Regions from separate parts of the Zea mays genome. Here region 1 is linked to region 2. Evidence: chromatin contacts called from public Hi-C data. All regions are on one chromosome and are shown on one strand. The core of a region is the stretch at or near the end of the contact, and the rest is flanking DNA. Distances in the headings are between cores, read along the strand shown.

The links. Hi-C and Micro-C count contacts between places; a contact is called where the count stands out from the background.
Region 1: a Hi-C map of tassel shows a contact between it and region 2, with 2.9 times the contacts expected there. The contact joins the promoter of LOC100279845 here to the promoter of LOC100191222 in region 2. A contact is called at or near these places in 3 of 25 Hi-C or Micro-C datasets (ear, leaf and tassel).

Annotation. Positions count from the first base shown.
Region 1 is chr7:149,967,730-149,974,305 of Zm-B73-REFERENCE-NAM-5.0, reverse strand. LOC100279845 reads left to right here and starts at 3,310. Exons shown (of 1, transcript NM_001317844.1): 1 at 3,310-4,963. The coding sequence starts at 3,705. The coding sequence ends at 4,706. LOC103633096 (DNA-(apurinic or apyrimidinic site) lyase 2) reads left to right here. Exons shown (of 11, transcript NM_001368411.1): 9 at 1-664; 10 at 969-1,078; 11 at 1,152-1,622. The coding sequence ends at 1,061.
Region 2 is chr7:149,669,768-149,676,842 of Zm-B73-REFERENCE-NAM-5.0, reverse strand. It overlaps LOC100191222 (Triosephosphate isomerase), which reads left to right and starts at 1,797. Exons shown (of 9, transcript NM_001136656.2): 1 at 1,797-2,045; 2 at 2,134-2,160; 3 at 2,991-3,060; 4 at 3,710-3,833; 5 at 4,039-4,123; 6 at 4,211-4,343; 7 at 4,455-4,628; 8 at 4,820-4,902; 9 at 5,238-5,617. The coding sequence starts at 1,884. The coding sequence ends at 5,294. It also overlaps the pseudogene LOC103634270.

The sequences.
Region 1 (6,576 bases), core at 2,061-4,560, 300 kb before region 2:
AGGGAAAATTTATGAGCTGCAAAATGCTGCAAATTTGATTCAATCTGAAGATACAGTACTTGATAGTTACTGTAGTGATGGCTTGGAAAATACAATTCTAGCTAAGAAAGGACTGGCAACTGGTATAACTGAGTTTGCAAAAGGTGGTAACCTTCCTAGTTTGATGTGCAAGGGGACAGATCTGAATCAATGGATAAATGAAGGTTTAATGGGCATCTCTCATGTCAGCCAGAAAAAATCACTGTCTAGTACCAAGTTTGTGCCACAAAAGAAAATTAAACGCAACTTATCATCCCAACCAACAATCAAGTCATTTTTTCAAAGACCAGGGTCAAAGACAGTAAATGCTAGTACCAGTACCTTAGTTACTCCAGCAGAAACATTAGACCTTACAAATCAAGCATGTGTTTCAAATGGTGATACACTGCCTGAAAACATGCAGTGCACAACTTCAGCTGCAAAAGTTCAGGATAACACAGATGCATCGTCATGTTCACTTTCAACAGACAAGTCTAATGCTGCAGCATTGGAGTGGCAGAGGATACAGAAAAAGATGAAGATGACACTACCACGTTGCAAAGGGCATAGTGAACCATGCATTCCGAGGTCTGTGAAGAAGGGCCCTAATATAGGCCGTTTGTTCTATGTCTGTGCTCGTGCTCAGGTACACGTGTACTTACAATTTACTGCTTAGTAGACATAACATCATCATGCCATTCAGGGGCGAATCCTACCATGGCGCACACCTTAAGAGATATACCCATGATCTTAGAAACACATGGTTAAAAAATGTTTTGTTAATGGAAAATATTATTTTACACTGGTGCCAGTGCACCAGGAAAGGTGAACGTGGCGTGGCCCCTGATGTCATTTAAACAGTGAAATAGGCTGTGAACAATGTAAATCGCCCTTTTAGAGAATACACGCACTATATCTTACAGTGGCATCACGTGTTATATTTTGTCAAGGGACCTGCATCAAATCCAGAAGCCAATTGTGGCCACTTTCAGTGGGCACCTGGAAAGTCTAAAGAGAAGAGCTCTAAAGAGAAACGTCTGTGACTTCATTTTTCTCCCAGGTGAAAGGATTCCTTCAGCACTCAGTGTATTCCTTTGTGTTGTGCTAACTGCCAATTTTAACTAGGAATCCAGGACATTTTGCTTCCAATGAGTCTGGTACATCACCTTGTCCCAGCATACTGATGACGTGGCGATGTATTTGTGGAGAGGTAAGCTGATCAAGGGCCTGTTTGGGAGGTCTGGCTCTGACTGGCTCCTTGCTCTAGTAACCGGAGGGGCCACAAAACGTGTCTTCACCAGCTCCCCATTGTTTTGAAAAGGACAGAAAACAACTTCATGAACATTGCAGCCACAGTGCCATGGATAAGCTACAGTAGCGCATCAGCTGGAACAGCCAAGAGCTGTCCCAAACGTGGCCTGAACAAGCACTTCTCTCAGGCAGGTACATATTCTAATCCTGTAATTAGTTGGTTGACACTAACATGCAGCCTTCCGTTGGTTGGCTAACAACTAAGGGCTTGTTCGGTTAGCTCTCAATCCATACGTACGGATTGAGTAGGATTGGGTGCGTTTAAATTCCAAGCAAGTCAAACTTCTTTTTAATTTTTTCTAATCTCTCAGGGATCTTCTCAGAAGTTATTTATTTTTCCGCCTGGTTTAGCGTATTCAAATTCTTAATAGACAAGTCACAAGTGGCCATCAGTGGAGAAATCTTACAGTCCTGTAGTAATGTTTTATATGAAAACTAATATGGACATTATAGTATTATTGCCCATATCTCCCCAGAAATAAAGTGCCAGTCGTGTAAGTTTTTGTTTCTTTCCTTTTTCAAAACAACGAGAAAGAGCATATATTAGGCAAGAATTAACATCGTCTGCCCGTAGCTTATGTCAACCACTGTTTTGAGTGAATTTGTATGGTTGATGAAGCTATGTGTGCATCTCGTTACTTCGTTAGGAGCAGTTGAACGCGGAGCACATCTGCACAGGTTGTGTTTTGAACACGTGGAAGTCAAATGATTGGAAGCAGGTTGACCTTTGCTGTTTTGTGTGTGTGAAGACTATCCTTTCCTGTATGCATGATGGAAGACAAAATTTATGATCAAAGCAAACGAATAGTGACGACTGTTGGGGCGAAGGCAAAGACGCCACCCTTCGCTCGAGGCCTTCGCTGCAGTCGTTGGTCCAACGGAGATAAAACGGACAGGGACACCCTTCGCCCCACATGACATCAGACGAAGGCCTGCGACGAGGTCATTCCACCATGCGGCCTTGTCCAACTCGGAGGCCCACGTGTGATCCGGCCCATTGTAACGGGCTCTGCGTGGCCGCTGCGTATTACGGGCCTAATCTGTAAAGGCATCCCTGTAATTACAGTCTGTAACCCTGCTTTATGAGAATATTCTGGGGATAACCTAAGTGTCTGAGGGCACATGCGTCCTTAACACGAGACGCTGGGTGCTCAGACACCTATAAATACCCCCGCACAGTGCCCGTGAGAGACTAGGTTAACAGAGCTATTGCCATCTTGCGCGAGAACCATGTTTACGTCACCACTCCCCCCGTTGGATCCCCTTGCGGCTGAGAGCAAGTTCCAACAACGGCCAATTTAGGTGTATGATTAGGGTGGTAATGGATTACGATCAAAATGTTTTTTGTACAATAAAAATTGTTTTTATAATAAGTTAGGGTTCCTAATAAATTTTAGTTTAAAAAATAATAGATATAGAGTCTGATTCTAATCTGATTTGATCCTTAAATTTTATGGGTACGCGCTGTTGTCGTGGTTATTAGTGGCACATAGTAAGCAGATAGTAACGTTGGTGTCGCTTATTCAACAGTTCTCGTGGCCTGTAGGAAACGTGATTACCATGCTAATTTATCTGGCAATCAGTGCGAACGCATCGTCATGTGCTAAATACGCTTGACAGATGCCCCTTTGGTCTGGGGTATACGCACGTCGCGATGAGGCTCAGCAAGTAGTACCCTACTGCGTCGGGTTTTTTTTGGGAGGGAACCAATTAGTGCGGCTGCTTTCCGAAGTGCCAATACGTCGGTCACATGGCCTTTTACCACCCGTTTTGAATCTGCGGCAGCAAAAGTTTGCAGCAATTGCCCGACAAATTATTGCACCAACCTGGAACCTTCACCTCCAAGTCGCCTATTCGCCGGCGTGTATGTCCGTCCATAATGACATACAGTATCCTTGTGGGTTGTGGCCCCCGATTCCGTCGCCGTCTCTCTCGCCATAAAAGAATTGCCTCGTCCATGCTCCGAGCGAACCAAACCCTCTATGGCTCTGTCCAGTAGTAGCAATTTGGATAGAGATATATGCCAATTGGCAATTGCCAAAGAAAAGAAAAGAAAAATCTCTCTCTCGACCGGCCTGGCATCAGCACACGTCCACACCTAACGGCGCCAATTCTACCATCCATTCCAATAATCCAAGGTAACCGAAAGCAGCAGCGGAGGTCGCAAGAACACTTCCCTCCTCTCCGGATCAATCATCGATCAGCCAAGCCCCTACAAAAAAACCATCGCCACATGTTGGCTAATCCCACGACGCACTGATATTTTTCTTCCTTGATTGTCTTGCTGCTATTTATAATCGATCTCCAGCTTACAGCGACGTCCAGGTCCAGGTCTGAGCTCGAGGCACAGGACTCCCTTTATAATTTATCCATCCATGGCTTCCTCCAATTCCAACAGCAGCAGCAACCCGCTGGAAGCCATGGGCGCCTTCTTCTCGAAGCAGGTGGACCGGCGGAAGCTGGTGACCACCGAGAAGCGGGCGCTGGCCACGCGGCTGTCCTCCTCCGGCGACACGTTCCCGGGGTCGGAGCACCGGCCGGCGGACCGGAAGCGGTGGATGGCGGAGCTGGGCGCCGACAAGCTGCGCGTGCACCAGGTGGTGTGGCCCGGCACGCACGACTCGGCCACCAACAAGATCGGCGTGCCGCTGGTGACCCGCCCCTTCGCGCAGTGCCAGTCCATGTCCGTGTACGAGCAGCTGGCCATGGGCACGCGCGTCGTCGACGTGCGCGTGCAGGAGGAGCGCCGGGTCTGCCACGGCATCCTGGCGACGTACCCCGTGGACGTGGTGCTGGACGACGTGAGCCGGTTCCTGAGCGAGACCGAGTCCGAGCTGGTCATCTTGGAGATCCGCACCGAGTTCGGGCACGAGGACCCGCCGGGGTTCGACAGGTTCCTGGCCGACAAGCTGGGCGAGCACCTGATCCCGCAGGACGAGGCGGTGTTCCACAGGACCGTCGCGGAGCTGCTCCCGCGGCGGGTCATCTGCGTCTGGAAGCCCCGCAAGTCGCCGCCGCCCAGGCCCGGGGACCCGCTGTGGAGCGCCGGCTACCTCAAGGACAACTGGATCGACACGGACCTGCCGGAGACCAAGTTCGAGAGCAACCTCAAGTTCCTGGGGCAGCAGCCGCCGGTGGCCGGCCGGAGGTTCTTCTACCGGGTGGAGAACACGGTGACGCCCAAGGCCGACAACCCGGTGCTGTGCGTGTGGCCCGTCACGAAGCGGATCCACGGCTACGCGCGGCTCTTCATCGCCGAGGCCTTCGCCAAGGGCCTCGGCGACAAGCTGCAGGTCTTCTCCACCGACTTCATCGACGGCGACTTCGTCGACGCCTGCGCCGGAGTCACCAAGGCGCGCGTCGATGGCACCGCGTGACGTGACGGCTTCGATCGACGAGCCCGTACGTACGTACGTGTGCCAGTGTTGCGGCCGTACTGCCATTGCAGTGTATGTACTGTGTAGTGTACACTCCAGTCGTGCAGTATATTTGCATACAGGAACAGGTAAATGCGATGTGTATATACGTATTCATTCATGTGTAACGTGTGCGTCCCGTACGTGTATGCAGTGCACTGTGTCTAGTGATGAATTGCTCGTGGGACGAGCAAAGGAATAAACATATGCAGTTACGGAATTTTCACAGGCTGTTGTACTAGTAATCAGGCTATTCTCGTTAAGAGTTTCATTGTGTTATTTGCAATAATAATGCTGCCACGTTATCTGCTAGACGAGATGAGATAAAAGAATAAAACATACACTCTCAAAACAAAGTTCCACTTCGCGATTTCATAGCCTATACCCTGTCAAATGTTACATCTAAACGGCCAATAATAGAAATTGAGTTTAACATGGTTTCAATTTCACGGTGATAAAACCACTTACATCTATTTTATAATGAATATGGTGTCATTTTATAAAAAAAACGATGTGGCGCCCTAATTAACGTATGGAACTATACTGCGGAGTTCGGAGTGATGAGAAGAGAGGAATTTTAGCGGTAGAGTATACTCCCCAAAAGGAAGTACTTTTGGACATAATCTCACATAATTAACAGGGGAGTGTTTAATTATGGTGTCTATTTCCTGTTTTGCCTACATTAAATATGTTGTTGTTGCTCTTACTCGTAAAAAAAAAAGGCTCCCGTGAGTTTGACTCCGACGTGGAGGGGAGTAAAAGAGATTTCTACATTTTTAGTGGGCCAATTCATCAAGCTATTAAATTGATTTTTAAGCACAAGAGATAACTAACAGACAATAATATAACCATGTGTCTATAAAATCAGTCACATTATAAATATAATTAAAAATATGTATGAAGAGTTACGTAGAGACACTCTTCGTAAGGAGACTGTCTTTTATTTGTTTATATATATTTAAGTCTCTAGAGACCCATTAAAAGACCTTATATTAAATGAGGTTGAGCATCATACTTATGTAAAAACGTTATGCACAATCATTTTATGACGGCTTAATTAACAACATGATTGTCTTGACACTGAATAATGTTTATGACCTGGCAACGCGACAAGTTGCCGCGCGTTGAAATTATTCGTGGCCCCTTGGCTCAACGGCCCCACTACTAATAAATGTATCACGAGGAACCTTTAGGGAACCCACAATTGGCAAAACACAGACCACATGGCTTTCCACTTGATTCAGAGAGCCCCCATCAATCAACACCACTGCCTCTCTTTTCTTTTTTCATCAAAAAATGTGGTTATCTTTCTTCTCAGTGGTTATCCACGGTGAGCGACACATGCCAACTCGAAATTGTGATGGACGGCCGCTCAGAATGTTGTGCTGGCCTGCAACTAGGCCCAAATGTCTCAGCCCAGTTGTGCCCCAAGGCCTAGGCCTGTTCTGCGTACAGCCCTCTAGGCTTTCTAGGTGCTACTTGGTTTTGAGTCTAGTTACAGTTTCAGTTGGGCTTTACACGTCGGTGCGCCGCCCGTAGCCTGTTTGAGACACCTCCGGTTGTTATCATTCAACAAAAATAGATTTACTTCATGAGGAAATAGCCAAATAATCTAGATCTAACCAATCCAGATTCAGGGGTGTTTGGTTTCTAGGGACTAACTTTTAGTCCTTCCATTTTATTTTATTTTAGTCTCTAAATTGTCAAATACAGAACTAAAACTCTATTTTAGTTTCCGTATTTGACAATTTAGGGACTAAAATGAAATAAAATATATGCCACACTCTCAAGCGCCTCAAATATACTACACCGTAGTGTGTTGCCCTATAAT
Region 2 (7,075 bases), core at 548-3,047:
TGGCGGATCCGGGCTTCGTGAGCGTGCTAGAGGTGGCGGCCGCGGCCGCGCGTGAGGACGCCAACGCCGGGTCGCTGGCGGAGCGCGTGCACGTGGTGTACGGGGTTGTCCAAGGACCTGGGCCTGCCGGGGTTCCGCGTGTGCGCCATCCACTCGTTCAACGTCGGCGTCGTGTCGGCGGCCACCAAGATGTCGAGCTTCGGCCTAGTGTCATCGCAGACGTAGCACCTGCTGGCGTCGCTCCTGGGCGACGGGGGCTTCATGCGGCGGTACGCAGCGGAGAACGCGCGGCGGATCGGGGCGCGGCGCGCGCGGCTGGCGGCGGGCCTCGCGGCGGCCAACGTCGCGTGCCTGGAGGGCAGCGTGGGGCTCTTCTGTTGGGCCGACATGCGGCGCCTGGTGCGGGGGCCCACGGCGTCGTTCGAGGGCGAGATTTAGCTGTGGAGGAAGCTGGTGTTCTAGGTCGGGCTCAACGTCTCCCCGGGCTCCTCCTGCCACTGCAGCGAGCCCGGGTGGTTCCGCGTCTGCTTCGCCAACGTGTCCGCCAAGACGCTCGACGTTGCGCTCCAGCGCCTCGCCGACTTCGCGGAGGCGAAGGCCACCCGGGGCCCCGCGCGCCGCTTGCTCGCTGCTGCAGGGGTCTGAGGCCGGACGATAGCCGGTGGTTGGAGGTCGTGGCTGAGGGTGATGCCGGCTGCTGGAACGGGCCACGGGCGACGACGGGAACAGGGACCGCCAGGGGGTACGACGGGCGTGGGGGCATCGCGAGCGGGGGCGAGCGGGTTTCTCGGTGTCAGGCGCGGGGGCGGTTTCACCGTGGGGAGGCGGGGGATCGAGCGTTGTGGTCGCGGCATGCGCGGGCGCAGGGGTGGTTGCGGGAGTATGGAGGCGGGGGCACATGGATGGTCTACACTATTGACTTAATAGTTAGTAGAGATTACACGGATAAAAGCTAAACGTCGAGACGAATTTACTAAACCTAATTAATTCACAATTATGATATGTTCACTGTATCATGATATTAGCGAATCATTGATTAATTAGTTTTAATAGATCCATCTTGACGTTTAATTCTCATATGTATAATTAGTTCTATAATTGTACTATCTTTAACACTTTTAACGGACATCTAACTATTTGATGTGGCGCGCACTAAAATTTAGTAACACTACCCAAACAACCCCCTATAACTATCTTTTTCCTCGTCTAAATGCCTTTCTCCTTTATGCTATATTTAGACGCTTGCTTATTTACGTTTACTTATAAACAATGTCATATTATATAAATATAAAACATTGTTTTGTACACAATGGTCATAAAAGGGTCGTTCTTTTATATTCTTTTATCTGAAGTGGACATGAGAGGTAAGGACCAAGGATCCCTACTGTTACTAAAAGGCAATAAAAAGTACAACGGAAGGGCTGGAAAGTCACAAAGTTAAGGATGTCATTGAATCATGCGAGAGGTTGCAGGTGGCACACAAGCGCCGGCTACAGTGACTGGGTTGTGAGTTGTGAGTTGTGACTGTACGGAAAATCAGCTGTGTTTAAAGGAAGGACCAGCAGGAGAGAACCGGGAACATTGGATCACGATGGATCAACGGCAGACGAGTGGTGCTGCACGGGCACCGTTATCCGTGGGCCGATAAGGGCGATGGGTCGGCCATACAAAAAGGCCGTGGACGCGGACCCGCGCACGGGTCGCTGTCCCTCGCCTGCCCCGCCGCCCCTAGCCCTTTCCCCCCGTGTCCGGTGGTTGCGGCTGCCCGCATCATATTCCCACCTTGCGAACGAGGACGAACTGCTACCCCCTCGCCTCGCCCTCGCCGCCTGCTCCTCTCCAGTTCTCCCCCACCAACCGCAGCAGCGAGAGCGAGACTGAGAATGGCCGCGGCGCCGTCGTCCCTCGTGTCCTCCCATCTCTCCCGCCTCGCCGACCTCCGCCGCGCGGCGGCGCCGGCCACTCCCACCGTCCCACAGCAGCTTCGCGTCGGCTTCTCGCGCCGCCGCGCCCAGCGCGTCGTCGCCATGGCTGGATCCGGCAAGGTGCGCCGCCGCCTCCGCCGCCGCCGCTGTTTAACCGTCTGCCCATGTGGTGTCTGCGCTCATGCTCCCGCTTCATTTTTCTTTGCAGTTCTTCGTCGGAGGCAACTGGAAGTGCGTAAGTGCATGTTCTGCTTCTTCAGCTTTACGCGGCTTGGAGATGCTGTGTACCGATGATCCTGGAGATGCTGTGTAACTGTATCATTTTTTGGCTGTTGCCGCATTGGGCATTCCAACGGGACAGGGACGAGATTTTTTTGTCGTCATGCATACCACGGCTCCATCGACCATCGCCACAGTGTTGCGCCGGCCTCCCCTCCTTGGTTCCTGCCGTAGTGCAGCGCTGGCCGCCGGCACCATACATATATCGTGATTTACTCCGTACATGGCCACTTCTAGAAATACAATCGCTTCTCTGCTGCCCAGCCCAGCTTGGTCTGCCAGCCAGAGCCGTTTTGTTCGGTATATAAAAAGTGTGTCTGTGTGTTTTTTTGGAAAGGCAGGTGTATAAAAGTTGATATTGCATCTTTCGCCTTTTAGAAACCTTTTAGCTGAGAGAAACCAGGGAATGCCACTAGTTCCTGCCTCCTGAGTATAGAGAGGCCTTGTTGCTTTCTTGACTCTCTTTGCTAAGCTTTGAGAGACCTGGCCGGAGGAGAGAAGATGTAAAGTGGTGCGTGTTGTGAACTTTTGAGTTGTGGTTGTTTATTAGTAATGGGTCTGCGAGTTTCATCAATCCAAAATCAAGCTTTAAATTTGCAAATTCATTTTTTGGGCTCCATCTTGGATTAGCGAACATGGCCTATTTGTTTTGAAGAAAAATCTTATACGAAGCTTCTTCACTTCAGGAGCTCTTGCTAGCAACATTAAGCTATATCCCTTGGGGTATTTAGTTACTCGTCTTAGAATTTGTGGTCTTGATGTCAGTTTCTTTACCCTCTTATTCAGAACGGAACAAAGGACTCCGTTAGCAAGCTTGTCTCTGAACTGAATGCTGCTACCCTCGAAACTGATGTAGGTAAGCCCATTTGTTCCATCTCTACATATCCTAATCTTTCTCTTTCTATGATATTCACGTTTGGTGCATGCATCTGGTTGGTGTTCGTATGCTTTCCTGTTGCACATAGGTTAATAGGGATACCATATTGAATATTTGCATTTACTTGTATATCACTTGTTTTCTTTGTGTGGTACTCAAGGCTATCTACTAAAACGTAAATCCGTTGCTAATTCAATGTTTGGATAGTTGCCTCACAGAAGAAGAAAAAACTGCTGGCAAAATGTTTGCTTAATGCTCCCAATGAGATTTGTTAGTCACTTTCCTGCACCCCTTTTATGTAACTGTAAGAAACTCAAGCATCTGAGCTACCTGCATCATGTATCTGTACCATGTGGCATGGAGACACTTTTTCCATGTTTGTAGCAGGCTTTTCTGTTGAATACAAAATTTGTATCTCAGGTTCTGCAAGTGCAGCTATAGGAGTAATCTATTGGCAATTTAGACGGGGTTCCGTTCATGGGCTCCAAATTATAACCACCACGTAATATCTTGGGTTGGAAACATGTATAGTAGAGAGAATTATCTAAGAACTTCTATTCCATTTTACTGCTTGTTTCTTGCGCAATAAAGCAGTCAAACTAATGTGTGGCGTTATGCAATTCTGCAGATGTTGTGGTGGCTCCTCCATTCATCTATATCGATCAGGTCAAGAATTCACTAACGGGTCGCATTGAGGTTTCTGCTCAGAATGTGTGGATTGGAAAAGGAGGAGCCTACACCGGAGAGATCAGGTTGGGTACACTGGACACTGGTTATCCTTTTCTTTGCTAAGTATATTCATGGAGATTGCAACTAGCTGTAAAGCGGTTATAAAACCATCAGTCTGTTGGTTTTACGGGATGGACTTTGTATAATATGTAACAGCGGATTAGGAGCTTATTATTTCACTTCTAGCTTTGCTAATGGCAGTTTTACCTTTCCCTTAAAATATTACAGTGCAGAACAACTGGTGGACATCGGTTGTCAATGGGTTATTCTTGGACACTCAGAGCGTAGACATATTATTGGTGAAAATGACGAGGTGATTATTTTATGTGCATATGCTACTGGTTTGATGCTTGCAGAAACATAGTTTGTGATTGCAATATAACAAGTTGCTCAAATGCAGTTTATTGGGAAGAAGGCTGCATATGCATTGAGCCAAAATGTTAAGGTTATTGCCTGCATAGGAGAGCTTCTGGAAGAGAGGGAAGCAGGGAAAACTTTTGAAGTATGTTTTGAGCAGATGAAGGCTTTTGCAGGTGAAATTTCTTCATCTTAGGATTTTTTTTATGGGCGTTCTAGAGAAGAAGTTGGGAGGCATTGATTTAGCTTGAGGTGTTGATGCATGCGCAACATGTATCTGCTTGCAGATAGTATTTCAAACTGGGCCGATGTTGTGATTGCATATGAGCCTGTTTGGGCTATTGGAACCGGAAAAGTTGCTACTCCTGAGCAAGCCCAGGAAGTTCATGCTGCTGTACGCGATTGGTTGACGACCAACATATCACCTGATGTTGCCTCTAGCACCCGAATAATCTATGGAGGTTGGTTTCTCGTTTCACATAAGCTGTCAGGATAACGTGTTTCGCGTGTTTCTTTTTCCATTAAATTTGAAAATGGAAAGATTGAACTTGGAACCGTGGTTTGCAGTTTGCTAAATTACTATGAGGATAACGTGTTTAACATGGCTTGATGGCCCTGTGATGTGACCATCTTCATTTGCTCTGTGTTGCAGGTTCTGTGAATGCAGCCAACTGTGCAGAGCTAGCAAAGAAAGAGGATATCGATGGTTTTCTTGTTGGTGGTGCCTCCTTGAAGGTATGGCAAATTAACCTCAAATCTTTGTACATAATCTCCTTTGTCCTGTACCTTCTATTGTCAGTAGCTGCTGCCTGTAGCTCTTAAAGCTCATCTTGCAACTTCCATTATGCATTTCCAAATCTCATGGTGTTTAACATGACTATGTATACTGATCTCTGATCAGCAGTGGCTTTTAAAACCATCCATCCACCTGCGATGTCTTTCTGCCTCTGTTCTCAGTGTTGTTAAATAGGGCTATGTTATTTGATCTCTCCACTCCGTACGCAGCATATATAGGTTATAAAACCTTCAAGAAGCTGTCGAAGTTTTGATACATCCCTTGGTTTTGGCAGGCCCCGGACTTCGCCACCATTATCAACTCAGTGACCGCCAAGAAAGTTGCAGCCTGATGGACCACCCTGTGAAGAAATAAGAGGCCATCACCGTGTCGCCTCATCTGCCACGCCTTAAAGCCTGTAGGAGGCGTCACCTCCTGTTTTTGCTGATTTGCAGCACGGGGACAGAAAATAATGTTTTGCTCTCGTGGATCTGCACGTGACGAGGAGAGTTCAGTTGTCGTGAGCGATGTACGTTGGGAATATTGTTATGTGGTCCTTTTCTAAAGAAAAAAAAATGTTGACAGTCAAGGAGAAATGTAAGCGTGTTTTTTTTTAACAGAGAAGCTACATCTTACTGTGACTGTGAGTGTTCCATCACTCGATTCTTTCCTTTTCTTCTACATGTCGGTCCGGGTTAGAACAAAATTAAGGGAGGCAAGTAGTCTAGTCTAGATGAGGCGAGTGGACGGGAGAGAGGAGGTGGCCGGGCCGGGGCGGGCTAGCGGTCTAGCGGATGGGAGAGGACGTGGAAGGAGGTTGCCGTTCGCGCAGTAGGAATTCTACAGCCACTAAGGCTGTCCGCACTGAAGGACTCGGCACGCTACGCTACAGAGATAGGGTTTACCTGCTGCAGTGGTCTACCTTTTGAGCTACGCTATTTCCCAGTAGTAGTGCTGGAACGGCATATGTAGAGTAGTACGGCATAAACCCTATGCACTGCTTGGGTAGTTGGGTGGAATGAAAGAGAAATAAAAAAAATAATATAATATGTGATAGTTGGTATAGAGTTGAGATATAGAGTAAATATGACTGCAGAGGATTGTGGTATAGAGTAAACATGACTGCTGACGAGGATAGAATATTCCTTTTAGAGTAGAAATTTAGAGTAGTATGAGTGCGGATAGCCTAATGCGGAGCCTCGACGAGACCCCACGGCGGCAGGCAGGGCGGTGGTGGCGTGTCATAAAGGGAGGAGAGGATAGGCAAAGAACGCCGGTGCTCCCATACACAAAATACATCCAACTCATCCGTTCAGTATCTAACGGTGTACCAGTTTTTTTTTAATAAACAGCACTAACATGGGGAGTACGGGAGGACTTATTTGCAAAAATGTTATAACACATTAACATTGTTGGATACAGAACGGATGAGTTAGATGTATTTTACGCATGGAAGCACAGGCGTCTTTTGTCTACAGGATATGATCTCTCTTTAGAAAGCTGTGAAGAAAATAAATCTAGTATGTAAAAACAAAACCGTAATAATCGAGTGGGAGTTAGACAAATTCTTTGTTACGTCTCAGTAGTCAGTACTTTGAAATACATGTTGTAGTGATCGTGCAGGATCGCAACTTGGTGCGAGAAGAGCTGACCAGTCGTCCAATCCACAAATGACGCAACGAGTGACGGACAGTGTTCTCTGTTTGTAACCGAATACTAGCAATTTGCATGGATGAGCGGCCCGGAATATGGGATTTTTTAGAAGGAACGCTTGAGGCTTGACAACAGAGATTGAGAAATGTGCGCGGCTCTGCTAGTACTAGGGGTGCTCCGGGTCTATATCCATTTAAATAATACAGATACATGTATTCATATCCGTTTCTAACGTGAATACTAAATAAATATGTCTTAGTTTATTTTTCTAGTATTTTTTACTGCATCAACCTTATTTGTGGGTTTTGCTGAATAGATATAAAAAGCTAACAATATTTTATGAGATTTATAGTTACTTACGATTGTGAAAAATGCAAATAAAATTTTAAGACCCTCGTAATTCTAACTTGGCAGAGTTTAATTCTAATTTATTTTTATTTAATCTTCTCTTTAGTATAGAATGTCTTACTATCAGGAGGG